Linked DNA regions of Mus musculus: region 2 is linked to region 1. Evidence: chromatin contacts called from public ChIA-PET data. All regions are on one chromosome and are shown on one strand. The core of a region is the stretch at or near the end of the contact, and the rest is flanking DNA. Distances in the headings are between cores, read along the strand shown. Region 1 holds the start of Dnah7a (dynein, axonemal, heavy chain 7A). Region 2 overlaps Hecw2 (HECT, C2 and WW domain containing E3 ubiquitin protein ligase 2).

What was found. ChIA-PET counts read pairs in DNA pulled down with a chosen protein or histone mark.
Region 2: an RNA polymerase II ChIA-PET map of memory CD8 T cells shows a contact between it and region 1, with 21 read pairs. The contact joins the enhancer-like site here to the promoter of Dnah7a in region 1. A contact is called at or near these places in 1 of 15 datasets of contacts at CTCF or cohesin (the NIH/3T3 cell line), 6 of 484 Hi-C or Micro-C datasets (CD4 T cells, CD8 T cells, adipose-derived mesenchymal stem cells and 3 more), 3 of 115 datasets of contacts at active chromatin or transcription factors (the HPC-7 cell line, bone marrow-derived macrophages and memory CD8 T cells) and 3 of 9 other capture datasets (adipose tissue, bone marrow-derived macrophages and liver).

What each region holds. Positions count from the first base shown.
Region 1 is chr1:53,705,041-53,708,219 of GRCm38.p6, reverse strand. Dnah7a (dynein, axonemal, heavy chain 7A) reads left to right here and starts at 1,436. Exons shown (of 66, transcript NM_001252070.1): 1 at 1,436-1,542. The coding sequence starts at 1,528. The region is part of intron 2 of Gm32311 (a long non-coding RNA gene); the gene reads right to left.
Region 2 is chr1:53,822,241-53,825,419 of GRCm38.p6, reverse strand. All of the region lies in intron 28 of Hecw2 (HECT, C2 and WW domain containing E3 ubiquitin protein ligase 2), which reads left to right. Among named protein-coding and RNA genes, the nearest start is that of Mir7681, 26 kb to the left of the region's middle. Within about 2 kb of position 1,434, at least 275 of the 459 cell types and tissues checked have an H3K27ac peak or open chromatin away from gene starts, as enhancers often do. A contact at or near this core is called in CD8 T cells, the HPC-7 cell line, adipose tissue and 7 more, where this site is marked.

The DNA.
Region 1 (3,179 bases), core at 187-2,686:
TACATGCAGAACACTCATGTGTATAAAATAAATAAGATTTTAATAAAAAATAAAACCAAAAGAAAATCAAGTGCCATGAGACCCTCTGTTTTCATTAAAGGTTTTAAAGTTTTAGTTCTTCCATGTAGGTAATCCACCTACAGGAGGTGATTTTTATATGTGACATTAAGTGTCTATGTCACATTTGTGCACGTGGATATCTACTTTCCTCAGTATCATTTGTTGTGAAGACATTGTTTCATCACTGTAGCTTTGTACTAAATTTTGAAATAAAAAAAAATATGAGGCTTCCAAATATGTCACTTAAAAAACGTTGTTTTTGGCCATTCGAGATCCCTTAAGATGTCACATAAATTTTAGGTTAGGAACCTGCCATTTCTCAACAGAAAACGTTTACCGTCAGGCATGGTGGCATAAGCCTGTAATTCTAGCACTTGGGAGGCTGCCACAGACAGATTGAGAGTTTGTGACCTGTCTAGGCTAAGAAATGAGACGATCTCAAAACCAAACCAAAATAAATAAACAAAATTAAACAAAAACTTTTCAGTAGGAGGCAGTTTACATTGAAGTCTAAACTCCTCACTCTATTTTACCAGATCTTTAAAATAGAGCACTTATTTATCTTCATCTTCATCACCGGACTCCAATGTGCTTTATTCCAACGACAGTCTGATAGATTTCGTTTTTGTTCTTCTAATTTTCTTCTGTTCTTCTGATTTTTGTTTTTTGTTCTTCTAATAACCATGAAATGTCTCAGGCTTTTGCATCTGATTGCTCTGCCCGAAATATTCCTTGCACAGCATGTGTCCTCCTCTTTCAAATCTCAGCTTTCACGTTTCTTCTGCATCTTCTAAGAGAAATGACTCACAGCACTGTTTCTATTAGTTATGAACACATGCCTTACGGTCACCCAAGCCTATGCCTGAGGGACTGTCTTGGCACAGCTTCGTTCATGTAGTCAATCACGCGTGGATTTAAATGAATTTCCGAAGGCTCACTTTCTAGTGTGTTAGGGAAGTCAACAGAACTGAACACTGAGGCTCCTGGATATGGAGCACTTTACAGGCTTTAGTCTTGAGTGCCTTGTCATTATTCTATTTGCCTACATTAGCAATGAAATCTGCAGAAACAGCCGAATGAAGGCTTAAGGCAGAGAACCACGCCCACGCAGACTCGGTGAAAGATGCAGTAACTTGAGGACCCACTTAGACATCAAGGGGTCTTCGCTCCTCACAGTTGCCTGCCACCCTCTGTAAAGTGGAGTGAGGGCTGTGTTGGAAGCCACCTAGGCCTCAGAGAGCCACCCTGCTCGACCTCTCAGAAAGTTCTGCACCTCATCTCGCAGATGCAGACGACCGGAAGTAGAATCCGCCAGTTTGTTGCTTAGCAACGAATCGACCACGGCGGTTAAAGCTCTCAGCTCAGAAAGAGCCTAGAGCTGTCCAGCGGCGAACAACTCTCCTCTCCAGGTCCTGAGTTCCGCAGCAGCGATCCCGGCCGGCGTTGCCTGGCCCGCAAGTCGACGCCATGAGCAGCAAGAAGGTGAGAGCTGGGCCGCCAGGGTCGGTCCCGGGGGCCAGGCACGCAGGAGCAGACTCCAGTACCACCCTGGCGTTGAGTGTTTTCCCTCCAGTTTCCTTCCCAACCGTTGGACCTCGTTGTCGTAACAACGGGACACAAACTGGATGCGCCATCGGTGGAAACTGGCTCCACAGCGACCCCAGCTGCACACTGGGAGTGTTTGGGTGGGAGGAGGGTGGGCGGTTTTGATGCCAGTTCAACCCAAATAAAAAGTTGATTCTCAATCTGAAAATTGTACTCAGCTTTTAAGATTTTTCATCCCTCCATAGTGGTTTCTCTTATAAACCGAGTTTGTTGTGAAAATGGCTGCAAAAGATGATGTGGGGGTTGGGGAGATGGCTTAGTGCTTAAGAGCTTGATATGAAGCCATGAAGACATAGACTCAAATCCCCAGCACCCACTTCAAGGCCCAGTGTGACTGAGCTTGCCTGTAACCCAGCTCTGCGAGGGTCAGAGACAGGAGGATTGCAGCAACTTCCCATCCAACCCCTTAGTTTCTGGTTAAGTGAGAGACCCTGTCTCAAAGTAGTAAGTCAGTGAGTGATTCACTGGCTTCTGGGCAGAGGCAGGGGCACCCTTACACAAAACATGGACATATCACACACGCACGCACACGCACGGTCACCGGCACATGCACTCTCTCACACGGGAGGGTAGTTTACAATCTTGTGCTATTTAGGTTTTGTGACAAAACAGAGCAAGGCAACTCAGAGAGAAAATTCTTATTTTGTCTCATGGCTTGAGAGGTCGCTGGGTTCTGGGTGTTTCTGGGCGCTGGACTGAAGTCTATATCAAGGCAGGGAGGAGGGCATGGCAGAGAGCACTGGGGAAGAGGCTAGAGAAAGAGCAACAGGTTGAAAGCACACCCCTAATAGCCCTCATTCTTCAGCGGGGCTTTACTCTCAATGGCCCATTCCCACAAACTTACATTAATTTATGGGTGAAAGTAGCATTTTCATCACCAATTGGTGTCACCCCTCGACACAAGAGCTCCTTGGAAAGACATGTCATATCTATCCTATTACAGCTATAGTTATAGATTATATAGGTTATAGAGTACTAGCAGAGGATGTCAAGCCTGCTAACCAAGTAAGCAGTAGTTATGTAAATGCTGGAGAAAGTTTTCAGTTTTTTGCAATCCACATATTAACTAAGAACTAAGAGACAGGTGTTTTGTTTCATATATCTAAGTACAATTAACAATGACCAGTACACGAACAAATGAGGAAAGAATTTCCCCAAATTACAGATACATGTAAGAGGAAAAAACACAACAAAAACCACCCAAGCAATCACTAGACCTCCCTGTGTGATTCTTAACAAAATCACAGCTCGTTACCATCTATACTCGAGTTGCTCATTTGCTTGATGGCCAAGTAAGACTTTGGCCCAATCATGCAACCACAATCTATACTGTCAAAATCTAAAATAGTTCTTTTGTTAACTGTACAGTGGTTTTCCTGGAAAGGTATTTTTATTAATTCTTTTCACCTATGCTAATTTAAGACTACAGTTTTCCTTTTGAAAAGATGAAAGTTCTATACTTTAATCTAAAACAAATAAATGGATTAAATTTTCGGAAATTCCATTTTCACATG
Region 2 (3,179 bases), core at 185-2,684, 120 kb before region 1:
TTGCTTTACTGTGGCTAACAATAAATACACAACGCTGGGAGGTAGGGCTTGTGAAGGTAGAAATCCTGGATTCCAGGTCCACTTTGTCACCATCAAACTTTGGGATCTCCAGGACCACTACTTGGTGAATTTCAGGGTTCAGTTGCCTCTTCTATAGACAGTTGGTGGGGTGGTATGTTAGCTTGGGTTGAGTGAGTGGTAACACCATAGAATTGCTGAAGAGTCTTGATGGTTGTCTATGCTGGCATCGCTACTTCCCCTGGTAGTTCCAGAAAGTTCTCAGGCTGACTCATTGTAGATGGAGCTGTTTGTCAGAATCATTGCAAACGCACAGTTGGGTAAGAGCTATTGTCATTCTTCCTCTCTTGCTGTATGGGCGCCTGTTCCTACCCTTATCATAATGCAGCACAAAGAAAGGTGTTATCCCTCTCCATAGAACAGAAGTAACAATGCCCGGGCTCAGAGAGTATTTCTAACACCTGAATGAGATAATGTATTAGAAAGTCTTTAGGGAGTGTATGCTTTCTTGTTTCCGTTTAAGCCTTTAATCTTTAACCTGTGTAGCTTCCGTACTACTCAGATGAATGCTTTCTGTCTCTCTCTCTCTCTCTCTCTCTCTCTCTCTCTCTCTCTCTCTCACATACCTCATTTAGACAAAAACATAAGAGAAATCACTTCAGGACATAGCAGTATAAGTTTTATCAGAAGCAACTTTTTCACTGATAACCTTTTATGAGATTTAAAGTATCACTTGAGTATAAAGAAATCGGTGACATTGCTTTATATTACTGAGTCTAATACTCCAAAGACCAAAACATACACACTAAAGCCATCCGCCCCCTTGCTGTTTCCTGGCTTCACAGAGCTAGGCGGCTGGTAGGCCTCAAGCCAGTCAGCTCCAGTATATTCTTTTCCCTCTTAGTGATTCTGTGTCTATCATTTAAGTTGTGATACTGTACAAATATACTAGATAGAACCAATGTCCTCCTTACTAAAAATAAATATACTTTTTTGAAACTTCCTTCTCACAAGTATATTATCATCTTCCCATGAGAAGCTCTAACCCGCAGAGTTGGAAGGGTGTGAAGGGTGACAGCTGTCACTGCAAGCCAGAGTGATGACAGAGAGGCTCTTGGACAGATAATTCAGTCTTTCAACCTTCCAAGCAAGCTAGTGTGACTTGTGCTCTTTGATTCCTTATGCTCATTCCGTGGTAGCCCTGGGTAGCTCTGATCAAATGTTCCTCAAGAAATGTGTTTATTAAAGTATATATGGTAGTCTCTGAAGCCGGAACAAGTTGTATCCACGACTTTCCCCCCTTCTTCTGTAGTAATAAAGTAACCAGTGATTTAGCTGATAGAGACTTGAGACTTACTCAATGGCGTTTCCATGGAGACTAGCAGCCTGAACGGATTACTGCACTTCCTCTGCTTGGTGGCTGCTGGTTTCGCTCTGCATTTGCATTTCTGTAGAAGACTTCCTACCCCCTGGAGCTCTGGGGGTTTTATGAGTAAAGAGTAAACTCACTTTATGGCATTTCCTCTTAAGCAGTCAGTTCACATGCCAGTCTGCAAAGTGCAGAGCAGTGCTCTCTCCTGAGTTCATCTGAGGTTTCTGCCGGCTGATTGAAAATGGAGGGAGAGAGAGAGTTAGAGAGCAGCAGGGACTGCAGCCGCTTGGGGAAGGCTTGGGGAAGCCGCTTCTCTTTGACCAAAGAGAAGATGTTCATATAGGAAGTTAGTTGTGTCATGAATTTGAGAAGACTGAAATGTCAACCCAGAAGTTAGGAGAGTAAAGTAAAGTTAGGGGAGTAAACTCACTCTGGAACAGAAGTCTCCAGGAAAGGATTTTATACAACAGAACGGCACTGCTGGTTTGTGATTTTTGGAGCCCAGGTTGACCTAGAATTTGTAATTCCCTGGCTTAGCCTTACTCTCAAGGGTGCTGGTGTCTGAGGCGCACACACTGCCACACCCAATGGAATAGACCTAGAAACATATAGTAGGTTTGGTTTTGTTTTTTTTTTCTCTCTCTCTCTTTAATGAGAATCTTTTTCTCACTGGAAAATTATACTTTTTATTTGTGGTATAAAAGGAAAACTTTTTGCAAACATGCCAAGGAAAATATTTAAAATGTAAATACATTAAATGTGTATAAAGTATATATATATATCTCCAGTCAAATGTCCAACAGTCTGGAGTGTCTGCTTCTACTCGTCCTTAAGTTGCTCGCATGTGGACACACACGTGTACAGATTTGAAAACAAAAACTGTGCTGCATAACCTGTCTGCAAGCTGATTTTTGTGTGTGTGTGTTTCACACCATTAATTATGAACCTCTTTCCATGTCTTTTATTGCTCTGCAGTATCATCAATAATGCAGTTTTTTCCTCCTCCAATAAAAGAGCGTTTACCATCCAGGCCCTCTTTCAGCTAGTCAATAGAAAAGCACAGAGGAGTCCTGAAATAAAATGGCTCTTTGCACAATTTAAGAAAAAAAAAAAAAAAGGATAAGGATGAGTTCTGGACACCCATTGGTGTCCCTTTTGTGGATCTGTCCTGCTGCTGGTGTCCAGTGAGGCTGTTAATGTGAGAGGGCTTCTGATAGGTTCTCATAGTTTAACCTCTAAAACAATCTCTCTCTTCAACACCCCCTGCCCACCCACTCAGTTCCCTATAACCGAAATACTTAAAGATTTTTACCTTATTCTTCCATTGAATCAATTTATGAGCTTATTAGCATATGTAAACGTGATAGCACTTTTGGGTTGGTCTTTGCTTTGTAGGTAGGTAATTTATTATAAAAGTAGATTGTGAATCCAGGCCAGGTGGTGCCTATCCTACCTGTAATTCCAGAAAGCAGAGACAAAGAGGTTGAATGTTCAAGACCAGCTTCAAAGTTCCCTATCTTTAAATTGGGGGGGAGGGGTGGAGGGGGCTCTAAAAATAGACTCTGGTAAAAAGAAAACATTGAAAGAATTTGCAAAATTTTAATGAAGAGATTATCTTGCTACCTGCAGTAGGAGATGACATAATCCAAGTCAAATTTACTAACAGACCTTGAAAGCTGTTTCATAAATCAATCTGTAAGTTTATTATTGGTGGGCAACAAGCAACACAATTGCTAAAGATTAAGCTGTTCCTTTCCTTTGGCTTCAAGAGCACAAACTAGGTTCATCT